2 separate regions of the Rattus norvegicus genome follow, and region 1 is linked to region 2. Evidence: chromatin contacts called from public Hi-C data. All regions are on one chromosome and are shown on one strand. Each heading gives the region's core, a stretch centred on a gene start, on an enhancer-like site or on the middle of the called end of the contact. The rest is flanking DNA. Distances are from core to core; before and after follow the strand shown. Region 1 holds the start of Nr1h2 (nuclear receptor subfamily 1, group H, member 2). Region 2 holds the start of Smim47 (small integral membrane protein 47).

Region 1 (6,331 bases), core at 1,145-3,644, 300 kb after region 2:
CCGGGCGGGGCGATACCGTGACTTTAGGCTGGTCGGAGAAAGATCGCTTGTTGCACTGCAGCTGCGCGGCAACTAACTGTTGGATCATCAGCTCCTGAGCCGCTGTCAGCTGGATGCCCTCTCCTTCCCCGGAGCCCTGGCTACTTGCTTCCGAAGTGCCAGGGGAGGCTGCAGGCCGGGCTGAGCTACCGGATGCTGGCTCAGTCGGGGGCGGTGGCTGCTGCTGTTGCTGCTTCTGAATCTTTTTCTTCCGAATCTGCTCCTCAGAAAGCACGCCTGCAGGAAAGACAGCCTCAGTGGTGGGACCCACCCTCACTTACTCCTCCCCGTGACGAGGACCCACGCTCTGTCTAGCCCCGCCCCTGCACTCACACTGCTCCCGCATGCCAGCCTCCTTGCACTTGCGCAGTCTGCAGAGCTGGCACTTGCGCCGCATGAAGGCATCCATCTGGCAGGTTCCGCTGCCCCGACAGGCATAGCGCCCGGCCCCACCATGGACCACGCTACGCCGGAAGAAGCCTTTGCAGCCTTCACAACTGAGCACATTGTAGTGGAAGCCCGAGGCCTTGTCCCCGCACACGCGGCACAGCTCATGGCCCAGCATCTTCGGGGCCGGACCCTTCTTCCGCTTGCGCTCAGGTTCATCCTCTGGCTCTAAGATGACTTGGGGTGAGCAGATGCCATGAGAGATAGCGACAAAGAGAAACAGCAGCCTGGGAACAGGCCATGGGAAGTCCCGAAGCGAGGGTGAGAGGACAGGGCTGCAACGCCAAGGGAAAGATCTGCAGGTCGGCAGGCTCCCAAGAATGAGTCGGAGGTGTCAGGGGGAAGAGGAAGGAAAAGCGAACCGAAAGACAGGGGCCACCGTCTCCCCACCCTTCCCTCACAACGTCCCACACCCCTGTTCCTGTCTCCCTGTCTCACCCACGATGTAGGCAGAGCTGGACCCTTCAGAGCCTGGAGGTGGATCAGTCTCCTGTCCCTCCTCCTTAATAGTGGGTGAAGTGGAGGAGGTACTGGGCTGGGGAGAACCATTCCCTAGGAGAAGGAAGAGGGAACAGTGAGCTTCTCTTACACTGTGGGAGGGGCCAGGTAGGGAAAACCCATCACTCACCAGGCAAGGGAGTGTCCAGAGAACTTGTGGGGGAAGACATAGTGGGTCACGAAGCAGCCTGCTGGACATAGGGGACCCAGCCAATTACAGAGTGTCTCTCCTTCCAATGCTCAAGGGCTCTCGAAACATGATCCCATGCAGCTCAGGCTAAACGAACTATGTGGCTGAACATCTTGAACCACCTCCAAAACCCTGGAACACACTACCCTACGCTGTCTTGGGATATTCCCCACACTCCTGCCTCAGTCTCTCAAGTGCTGGCATCACAGCACTGTGCCACTATACCTCAGTGTTTTTACTTCTATACTGAGCCCCCACTGCCAGCCCTAGTCCCTTATAAACATCACCCTGAACATCCCCAACCACTTCTGCTCCAACCCACTCACTGCTCCCTCCACCTCTCTATGATTCATGACCTCCCATGACAACTCCCGCCCCTCTAACACTAAGAGAGCCCAACAACTCTAATTCCTCTTCTTTGGTGAGCACCAACTGTGCTCTTACCATATAGGTGATCCTAACTTTGTCCCGCCTCTCCCATCAGGTCGCAACCATTACCCTCCTACCACAGGCTTCTTCAAGGCTTTAACCCACCTCAATACAGACCCCAGACCCTACCCATCCTATCAGGTCCCTGGTCCCGCCCCTTCTCACACTGGGGCAGATACCCAGATTTAGCCCCGCCCCTCCAACTCCCCAAAAGCCAATCATAGGTCTTCGTTGTGCCACGCCCTCCACGCCTCTGCCCACTCCCCCAGTCCCCTCAACAACAATCCAGGCCCCGCCCCAAGAATCAAGAAAGCCTTCAATCACGGGTTTTATCTACAGCATGCCTCCCGCCCATGTGCGTCCCGCCCTCGCCCACCAACATAGGCTTCCCCTACGCCACGCCCCGTGGAGTCACGCCCACCTCGTTCCAGGCCCCGCCCCTCTCCGTGCACCAGGGGGAGGCGGGGCTCATGACTGCACCGGCGATCGTGAGGGGGTCGCAGGAGGGGGTCTCCTACTTCGTTACCCTGGAAATGGCTGTGGGAGGCGGGAGCTGCGACAAAGTAAGGGAAGGAGGCGCGCGTTAAGCTGGACCCGCAAAGATCCGCGTACCGGTCCCAACCCCACCCGCCCTGCCGCCTGGTGCACTTGCCTCTGTGTCCGCACCGGTGATTGCTCCTCCACAGCACTTCAGAAGTAACTTCAGAAGCCTGGGAGTAGCTCGGAGCAACAGCGCTTGCTGAGCGAAAAGCAAAAGTAACTTCGCCACTTCTTCCGGCAACCCCGCTGCGCGTCACTTCCGGAAGTAGGAGGGCCGGGAAAGGTGACAGACTTCCGGTCTGCCTAGGCGCCACCGAATGAGATGCCTTGGCCGGAAGTGGGACACCGGAAGTTTATTTCTTCTGGTAGTTCCCCTCTGGGACTCAGAAAAAAGTTCCGGAAAGTTCTTTTGTTTCTTTAAACACATGACTAACAAAGCAAGTTGTTTCCCTTTTTGATTAGTCTAAAGTTCTCTACGTTTGTAGAAGTGCTGCATGGTTGGTTTTTATTTTGGTTTTGATTTTGAGACAGGATCTCATATTCAAAGGGGTGGCCTTGAACTTCTGAGCCAACTGCTTCCACCTCCCCATTGTTGCAGAAGCACATCCACTTACAGCCCAGTATATTGGTTCTAAATAGGTTAAATCTGGAGATGTCATGATGGTTGCAGGATGATTTTAAGCTTAAAATGGAGGCACGAGGGCTCTTCATACCTTGAACTTCTCCAGCTCAGAGGTTGTGCTGCCCTACCCCAGCTGCCCGCCCTTCCCTCTATAATCCAGTCGTTTTGAATACTGGGTTCTTTTTTCGCCTACCCTTATTTATTCCCCTGGCTCACCTCTCTCCCCTTCTCCTTACATGTCCAGGCTCTGGCGCTCGCTCTCGCGCTCGCTCTCTCTCTCTCTCTCTCTCTCTTTCTCTCTAACATTTTATGTAAGTACTCCCTGTCTTCAGACACATCAAAAAAGGGTGTCGGATTCCGTTACAGATGGTTGTGAGCCATGCTATAGTTGCTGGGAATTGAACTCAGGACCTCTGGAAGAGCAGTCAGTGCTCTTATTCAACCCAACTCTGGACTCTCTTGATGTGCCTGCGTCTGGAACTTTTATATATAAGAAGTTATTTTTTCATTCAGCTTCGTGATAGGAAGAAGTAAATATAAAAAGGCAAATTGGGTGCAATTGCATGCCTGCAATAATCAAACAGACCAAAGCCAGAGGATTGCGTTTAGTTGGAGGCCAAGCTGAGCTAGGTAGTAAGACAGGTCATCAGCTCAATATAAATAAACAAGTAGCCTATGCCCCTCTCCCATAAAAGTGATAATACCAGCTTTTTCACAAAAGATAGAAATACTTGTGTGGACCTCAGATGGAAAAGATTCAGAGATTTGTTTCTCCCCAACTCCGACTTGTCAACAGTTGAGAGAATCTTTATTAAGCGCAAATGCTTGCTTTTACTTAACTTTTGTTGCTGTTGGTCTTGGTTTTGTTGTTGTTGTTTTGTTTTGTTTTGTTTTGCTTGTATATTTTTTTGAAACAGAGTTTCTTTGTGTAGCCTTGGCTGTCCTAGAACTACTTCTGTAGACCAGACTGGCCTCCAACTCATAAGAGAGTTGGCCAAGGCCTCTGCCTCCCATGTGCTAGGATTAAAAGCACTTACTGCCACTACCTGGTTTACACCGCCCCCCACCTTTTTCAAAGACATGGTCTCACCATTCTAGCTATCCTAGAACTCTCTTTGTAGACCAGGTTGGCCTCCAACTCAGAGATCCTCCTGCCTCTGCCTCTTGAGTCCTGGGATTAAAAATGCCATGCCATGGTTAGTTAATCTAACGAATTCTTACAAAGTTGAGGCTAGAGCCCACACTACCTCAGTCACACACAAAATCTATCTACTCCTGAGACCCAGCCACCAACCCATGCTTTTGTTCAGATAAGTGTTAGGTCTCAAAGGAACCCTGGGAATATGGCTGAGGTGCATATTAATATATCAAAGTGAACTCTGGGCACCAGTCTCTCTTAGTATCACCAATGCCTGTTACTATATAGTTACCCTACCCTCAACCTTTCCCGTCCCTGAGCATCACTTCTCTTCCTCCAAGATTCTCTTTCCTATATAATCCAGCTGTTTTGGCTACATGTTCCTTAGCTCTCTTGGTTCTCTTTGTGTCCTGGTTCCCCCTTTCTTCCTCTCTCACCCCTGACCCCATGGCCCAACTTATTCTGTAGGCCCAGGTCAGTCTGGACTCTTGCAGATGCCTCTGGATGTTCTCCTCCTTATACCTACAATAAACCTTCTCAACCATACCTGGGAGCTGTCAAGTCCTCATTGTTCTTCATTCAATAAGTAAGCATATATATACTTATATGTGTGTTTATGTTTACATACGTGTCACTAGTAAACTGTCACGTGCTGTTTGAATTCACTGAGATGCTGGCCCTGGAAGCAGGACATATGACTTAGTGTCCTCTAGGACCCCTTGCCTGAGGTTGGACTGGTTCCCTGGGCCCTCTGAAACAGGGAAAGGATATCACCTCCCCAAAGCAAATGACTCAACCACTTTTATCCCCGTATGTGTGCATGAGTGTAGTGAGAATTCTGGAATTTTGGTTTTTTAAAAACACAGAGATATTACACAAAAATATTTTTTTTGTTTTAATCCCAGGTGTGGGGATATGGGGCTGCTTTGAAACAGGTGACTGATTTGCCTCGTGCCCTAGCAGAGGCATGGTTTTGCCAGCTGCAGATAGTCTCTGCAGATTGTATGATGTTTAGATCTGGGAACTTTTCTGTATATCGATGCTAGGGCCCCCAGAGGTGGATTGTTGGTTGGTTCCTGTTAGTGGCATTTGTTAAGTAGTCCTGCGCAACAAAGACATTAGATATCCTGAGTGCGAAGGTCAAACTTGCCCCAAGGAACTCAACGCCCCAATCAGCAGGAAGTCGACTAGCAATAAGTTTGACCCCTTTCTGACTCCTGACTTAATTCAGGGATCTCTTTCCTTTCCTATCTATCCTTTTTTCCCCACTCATATCTAGTGTTAGGGGGTTGAAGGGTAGAAGAAAGAAGAACCCACAAAGTAGCCAAAGATAGCTACATGTGAGTGTGTATTCCATAAAGACAGCCACACAGGAGTGTGTATTCCATAAAGACAGCCACACACGAGAGTGTATTCCGTCCTCTTCTGGAGCCATTTTTGTCCTTACCACTGTGGGCGAGCAATTGCATGCAGGCTGAAGACTACTTCAGCTCCTGTTGAGAAACCAGCAGGTATAGAGGCTGGAGAATCTGACTTCCCCATACCTACAGTGGCTCCAGGATAAGGGAGACAGGAAAGTTTGCATAGGGTGTTGGCACAGGCCAGGCCAGGCTGTGAGCTGGTCTATCATTATCTAAGATCTGGTTCCGCCAGCTCCTGCTGGGGTCTTTGATACTGGAGTGGCATGCCTTTTATTTTGTAACAGGGTCTTGTTATGCCTCCGACTCTCTCCTGCCTCGGCGTCCTGAGTACTGGGATTACAGATATCCCTCTCCGTGCCAGGCCTTGGGAGGAGTTTTAGTTCTAAGCATGAGATGCTTGTCTGCAGGGCTCGCTGATCCTGGATTCTTTTTTAATGTATATGTATGAATGTATTTGCCTGTATGTATTTTCTGAAAGGATTATTTATTTACGTGCTGAGCGTTTTCTCCCTATTTAGCTCCATGTACCACCTGAGGGCCTTGTGCCCATGGATGCCAGAAGAAGGCATCGGATTCCCTGCAACTGAAGTCAGTCGTGAGCCACCCTATGGGCACTGTTAATTAAACTTTGAACTCCCTGTAAGAACGGGCAGTTAGTGCCTGTAACGTGGAGACAGATCTCCAGTCTGTGTTCCTGGGATTTCAAATGCACCAGGAAATGGAAATAACAAGAGGCAACAGACCAGAGGGACAAAAATGCAACCAGCCATGACAAGGACAAGATCTTCTGTCAGGACAGTTTCAAGGGGCCTGCCCAGGCAGTCCGGTTTTGTTATCTGAGTCTCCTTATGGACCAAGTTCTGACCCATAACACAACCAATCCACCCTTGCTTTGTTGCTAATGACTTAGTTGAGATTTAACTCACTGGACAGTTGACCCATTTTGGATTTTACCAGAAATGCAGCTTTTTAAAAGAGTGTTCACAACATTTTGCAACCTTCACTGT
Region 2 (6,488 bases), core at 1,354-3,853:
TTTCCACACCATATATATACACCTGGTTAAAGCCAACAGGGCCCTGTAGCAAAATACCCACACCAGAAGTCAGACAGACCAGGTTCAATGCTCTCACCATTACAAGATGTATCGTGTTAAGCAAGTTGCTGTACCTCTGTGTGCCTTCATCTCACAAAACAGATCAGACGAGCTCAAAGTATATTAAGCACTTAAGATAACCCATTTGCAGAGAGGAGCTGTTAGGAAGTTGTATTGATGACCACATAACAAGTGACCCTAAAATTCAGTGATTTGTGTGTGTGTTCATGTGTGTGCAGGAGTGCACGTGTATTGAAGCCACATGCCGGTGTCTTTTGCAAACACTCCCCACCTTACCTTTTGAGACGGGGTCTCTCACTTAACTTAGAGCTTGCTGATTCAGAATAGACCAAGCTCCAGGAATCCTCCTGTCTTAACCTCAACAAGCTCTAAGACTGCAATTACAAGCTGCCATGCCAAGATCTGTCATATGGGTGTTGGGGAGCTGATCTCGGTCCCCAACTTGCTTGTGGGGCAAACATAACAATGTGCCACCTCCCTAGCCCCAAACTGAGTATCTTAAGACAGTCATTGCTCATGGGCCTTATGGGTCAAGAGTTGGGAGGGCTCAGCTTAGAGGGAATCTAGCTGTTTACTTTTTGAGATTTTTTTTTTTTTTGAAGTGGTGGTTTGAGACAAGATCTCACCATGTAGCCCTAGCTGTCCTAGAACTCACTATGTAGACAGGCTGTCCTCAAACTCACAGATCTCTGCCTCGCAAGGGCTGGGATTAAAGGTGGGCTTCACTACATCCAGCCGTGACTTATTTATTTTTATTTTATGTGTTTTTATGTATGTGCATGAAGTATCCGTGGAGGCCAGAAGAAGGCGTTGGATCCTCTGGAACTGGTGACTTTGAATTCCAGTCCCGAAAGGACAGCAGCGTTGCTGACCCAAGAAATTACTCCATGTCCAGCATGGTGAACCAGTTCATTTACTGGTGTCACTCACAGGATTGTGACTCAAAAGCAGCCGCTGCACCCACACTGGAATGTCCTAGACAGACGGTGCGAGGAGGACAGATGTGTCACTGGGGGTCCTCTGTGCACCTCAAAGGCAGCTCCACTTAAGAATTCTGTCTTGAGTGCTGGAGAGATGGCTCAGAGGTTAAGAGCACTGGCTGCTTTTCCAGAGGTCCTGAGTTCAATTCCCAGCAACCACATGGTGGCTCACAACCATCTAGCCAGATAACCACGAGATCTGGTGCCCTCTTCTCACCGGCAGGCATACATGCAGACAGAATGCTATATGCATAATAAATTAATAAATCTTTTTTAAAAAGAGCCTTCTCTCCAGCAACCATCTACTTCTTCTGTATCAGGTGAATCTGGAAAAATGTCTTGAGTTTTGTGAGACTCTTGAGCTGTCTTCCCACCCTGGGCTGGAGAAACACCTGCACCACAAACAGAAGTTCTCCGTGTGGAGAGGTCAGAGGTCAATGTCAAATGTCTTGTTTGATTGCTTTTCACTTATTCTGATCATTCTCACTCAACCTGGAGTTCACTCATTTGGCCAACAAACCCCGGGATCTTCCAGTCTCTACGTCCTAGTGCCGAGGCACAAGCACCATGCCTGGCTTTTTATAGGCATGCTAGGGAATCAAACTCAGGTCCTCATGCTTAAAAGGTAAGTATACACCCACTGAGCCCTGCCCTAGCTCCTTTCCTGGGGGATATGTTTTCTTTACATTAGAAAAAAATGGCAAAGACATCTTTGTGACTCACTGAAGGTCATTCCACTGACAGCCGTCAGAGCTGGGGTTCAAGCCCACACAGGCATCACCGCAGGAGGCTTCTCACCATGTATGTCCCCTGAGTCTCCAGCCTGAGGACACTGCAAAGAACTGGGCTCCTCCAGTGGTGCATCCCTCTGTGCACAGCCGGTAGCAATTAGTGGGGGATGAAGGCAGTTCCACACACACGTGTATCTCCCCTCTCGGCTGCACCTCTAAGAACCTGAAAGTTATAAGAGGAAAGGTATAGAGAGGAAAGAATTTGGAACCTACAAAGAACACTGGGTGGTCAGAGTCAAAGTGCCTGGCTGTCCCTGTGGTCCAGAGGTCAGAAGCTGCCACTGCCACCATGCTTCACACCAGGGTGCACATTCTGCCATTTTCACAAGCTGGGGACCAAATTCTAGTCTAAGTCCCAACTGTCATTCCCACCCTTGCATCTGGCAGACACAAGCATGCCATTTTGCCTGTGCCATTGGACCCCTTCTTCATACCTCAGTCATTCTCCTGCCTCAAGATACCAGAGGCTATCTGTCCCTTCCCAGCTCACAACTCTCCCCTGGCTCCCCAGCACACTCTAGGGAAGAAAATGGGACCCAGTGTGGAGATCCAGGTCTGTACTCTCCAATCTCATAAGTCCTGATGCTGGATTTAGGTCCCATGGGTGACACTACACACCTACATCCCCTTCCTCCCAATCCCCAGTTCCAATGTCTCTTCTACCCAAAATGCCCTTCCCTGGTCACCATGGTCACCATTCTGGTCTCCCCGACAACCCCCTCCCATTCTTGGAGACTCTTTCCTGTCGGACTCAGAGGTCTGAGGGAGGCAGGTCAAGTGCTGTGTGGCTAGGACCCATGGCTATGAACTTGCAGGAAGTGAGGACAGGTGAAGGGACTGGGGCAGGGGTGGGGATAGGGAGGGGAGGGAGCTGACTCCTGACCTCCTCCCCCAGAATGTGACCTTGGCCATGGCCGTGTTAACCATCCTAGCCTCCATCTACTTCTTCAACAAGGTGAGGGGGAGGTGGGTGTAGGAGGGGTCTGTCTCTCTTGTCTCTCTTCATTTGGCCCTGAAGCTTTTTCTGTACTGAGTTGCCATGTGTCTACATCACACCTCTATCTCTGCTCTAGGCTCAGCAGTAAGAAGGCATGGCTCCCCAGTCCACCAGCTTGGCCCCCGCCTGCTCTGCCATTGCTCTGGCCTCTAAGATCCAATAAATGTTAACAGCACCAGACCAAGGCTTCCTGCTCCCTAAGCTCTGCTCCCTACAACCCTGTTCCTCATAGGTCCACACAACCATGGATCTCAGCAGGAAGGTGAAAAGTAGAGACCTGGCCCCTAGATCTGAGGGAGGAGGCTTGGGACCTGTTGCTCCAAATCTGTGAGAAACTGGGCTCTGGGCCTCTGAGTCTGAGGGAAGAGGCTGGGCCCTGAACATCTGAGTCTGAGAAAGGAGGCTGGGCCCTGAATCTCAAAATCTGTGGGAGGAGGCTGGGCCCTGGACCTCCAAGTCTGTGGGAGGAGGCTGGGCCCTGGATCTCTAAGTCTTTGGGTGGAGAATTGGGCTTGGAGTCCTGTGTCTGAGGGAGAAGTGCTGGAGTCTGAACCTCTGGGTCTGAGGGAGGAGTGCTGGAGCTTGGACCCCTGGGTCTGAAGGAGAAGTGGGTCTTGAAGAATAAGTAGGAACCTTTAGGTCACATGAGTATTTAAGGGGCATTTCAGCTGTGAGTGCCAGGGCACAGAGAAGAATTTCCAGGGTTTGATTCTCCATCTGGCACTAAACAGCTTGCTCAGGATTTCAGGCTTGTCTCTCTGAGCACTCCTTCCCAGCAAAGGTGCAAATCTGTTTAAAGGAAGGCCACGCTAAGGACTGCCAGAGATCAACGGTGTGGGCAGATGTTGTGACTGTATGTGGAGAGTCTAAGTGGATGTAATTCCTTTCCTGGTTATCTTAAGAAATGCTAATATTTCTTCCTTTTTTTTCTCTCTTGTCTTAGCAAACTCCTATTGAACCGTTATCACCTGCCATCAAATCCCTATCTGATAGAAGTGTCCAGAACCCCAAATAGAGGGAATCTGTTAGCAGCGCACTCCATCACCTTCCTGCCTCCTCCAACCTTCCCAAGGGAGTGAGTGCCCTGAGGGACAGACACACCTGCCCAAGAAAGTTCATTTGTATGCTCTGGGTCTTCTGGACAAGGACTAGAAATTTCCAATCACGAACATATTCGCAAATCCTTGTAGTTCAGATCCGTGCAATTTTAGTGGGTCACAAGCAAATTGAGATCAAGCAGAACTAGCGGTCGTGCTCTCGATGAGAGCCAGTAACAGCATCCTTTGTCCTCCAATGCAAGGATTCCTTGTGCGCAAAACCAGAAATAGCCGTAAGGTGGCGATGTCAGACTATTTTCCCAGATTCTAATTGGCAACAGGGATTGACTTTGCAGGAGACTGAGCCTCCTGCTGACCTCTCTCCCAGGTATTTTCCCAAGCCTCCACCCCTTCCTGTAAGTTCTTGGCCTCTCCCTGCACCTCCTTGCCCACAGGGCCCCCACCAGGCTGTATCCTTAGCCCCGTAACTCAAAAAAAAAAAAAAAAAAAAAAAAAAAAAAACCAAAAAACGGTTGAGCAGCCACACCCCAACGGCTTTTCACCTTCCGTGCCCCAACACACTCCAAGAGGCCTGAGGTGCCTTTGCAACCTCAGTTTTGCGAGTCCTCCTTGGAAAACTTCCGGAGCATTCCTTCTTGTCTCACCCCCTCCCTTAACTCCCCAGGTGGGCTTGGCTGTCAGCGGTTTTTCAACCACTGAACCAAGTCAACCTTTGCGTCCTCCACATCCCTCCTTCCCCTAGGGCTTGACCATTTATGAGGTTTCTGAGTCCTCAGGGAGCTATCAACTTGGCATTTTCTCAACCGCAATCCAGTGGAGATGGATGTGTCTCAAGCCGACGCTGTGTAGAGCCACTGAGGGCTTCGTCAATTCCCACCACTGAGCTTGGGGTGGGGCGCAGCATCGATTCTGCTCTGAATGTTCCCCAGGGTACTATGAATGGGCAGCTGGGGTTCTGAGGCCGCTCCTTACCGGGAGGAAGCTGAGCGCTTCCAAGGGGTAACTCTGCTGCCTGGGAAATCTTTCAGAGACCTCCACTCAGACAGAGATGGGACTTTTTTTTAAATTATCACTATGCTTTTTTTTTAGCAAATATTTATTATGTGCCAGGATTATATTATGTGCTTTAAAGATTATAGTTTAGTTAATCGACTTATTTCTCAGTCAGGTTAGCTGGAACTCACTATATAAGACCGTACTGGCTTCAAATCTGCCTGTCCCTGCTAGAGTAAAGGGGTGAACCACCACCCCTTGATTTTATTTTACTTTTAAATTGCATGTATGTGGGGTGCGTGTGTGTGTGTGTGTGTGTGTGTGTGTGTGTGTGTGTGTGTGTGTGTGTGTGAATTAAGAAACAATTTTAGGGCTGGAGAGATGGCCCGGTGGTTGGAATCTTCTGTTTCAGGGGATCGGGTACCCCAATGGGCACTGCACACCTATGGTGCACAGACATACATGCAGGCAAAACACTCAGACACAGAAAAAAAATTCAGTAAATAAATCTAAAAATAAAATTTGGGGGGGGGGATGAGGATGTGACTCAGGAGTCAAAAGTGCGTACTGGGTAAACTGAGGACCTGGGTCTGACATTCCAAAACCCAAGGGAAGCTAGGATCAGAAGCATGGAGCTGTGATCTTAGCACCTCCATGCCAAGATGGAAGGCACACACAGGAGAGCCCTTGGACATTCAAAGGGCGGCTACCCTGCTATACACAGTGGCAAACCAAGCAAAGACACCCCAGCTCCTATTCCATTGCTACGACAAGACACCATGACTGAAGCATCTCATAAAATGAAGTGTTTAATTGGAGGCTTGCTTACAGTTTCATCCGTCGTTGGTCCATGTTCCTCACTGTGGGGAGTGAGGCGGCACATAAGCAGACATGATGCTGGGAAAATAGCCGAGAGCTTCCACCTGATGCTCAAGACAGGTGGGGTTCACCTTTGGTGTTGAGGTGCCTGGGAGGAGTACACATTTTAGAATTCCCCAGCGAGGGGCTAGGGTGTGGCTCAGTGCTAAGACTCCACCCTTTTATGCACAAAACCTTGGGTTCTATGCCCAAAGGGGAGGTGTAATTAGAAGGCACTTAGGAATTTCAAAATACCAGAAGAAGAAAGATAGTTGACACCTAGCCAAAAAGCAGTCCCCCAGAGATTCAAAGTTGGCAGGTCTCTCTGTGAACCACCTACTGGAGCAAGCATCCAGGCTTGTGAATAATGCCTGGGACTGTCCCAGCATCAAGCCTCAGGAACTGCTCAGTCCTGGGCCAACAGGGTGGCTGGTAACCAGGATTCCGCACCCCTATTCATCTCCAGGCCAAGGCGGCTAGCTCCCCCCACACCTGTGCTGTCATCTCCTGGTCTACCCTCCTGCCCCTCTTTCCCTGTTCTTCAGTTCTATTTACATACCTCATTGGAGCCTCCTGTTTTCTGTCTCTACCCCCGTAATCCTGCTGTCTGTCACCCCTTGCTCCCTGTCAGGACCTCTGTCTGTCACATTCTGTATGACTCCAAGCCCATGGGACCAGATGCTCTTTCTGTGTGCTCTATACACCCCTGCCTCCTTTCTAAACCCCTCCC

Evidence for each region. A called contact is a pair of places that touch in the nucleus more often than the background predicts.
Region 1: a contact with region 2 is called in a Hi-C map of Schwann cells, with 7 times the contacts expected there. The contact joins the promoter of Nr1h2 here to the promoter of Smim47 in region 2. A contact is called at or near these places in 5 of 12 Hi-C or Micro-C datasets (Schwann cells, frontal cortex, kidney and 2 more).

What each region holds. Positions count from the first base shown.
Region 1 is chr1:104,181,469-104,187,799 of GRCr8, forward strand. Nr1h2 (nuclear receptor subfamily 1, group H, member 2) reads right to left here and starts at 2,395. Exons shown (of 10, transcript NM_001398610.1): 1 at 2,256-2,395; 2 at 2,025-2,156; 3 at 1,115-1,172; 4 at 925-1,038; 5 at 373-663; 6 at 17-276. The coding sequence starts at 1,154.
Region 2 is chr1:103,878,639-103,885,126 of GRCr8, forward strand. Smim47 (small integral membrane protein 47) reads left to right here and starts at 2,604. Exons shown (of 3, transcript NM_001384852.1): 1 at 2,604-2,670; 2 at 2,748-2,807; 3 at 2,926-3,029. The coding sequence starts at 2,656. The coding sequence ends at 2,937. It overlaps Acp4 (acid phosphatase 4), which reads right to left and starts at 2,518. Exons shown (of 12, transcript NM_001107510.2): 1 at 2,287-2,518; 2 at 1,860-2,015. The coding sequence starts at 1,925. It also overlaps the pseudogene LOC102552286.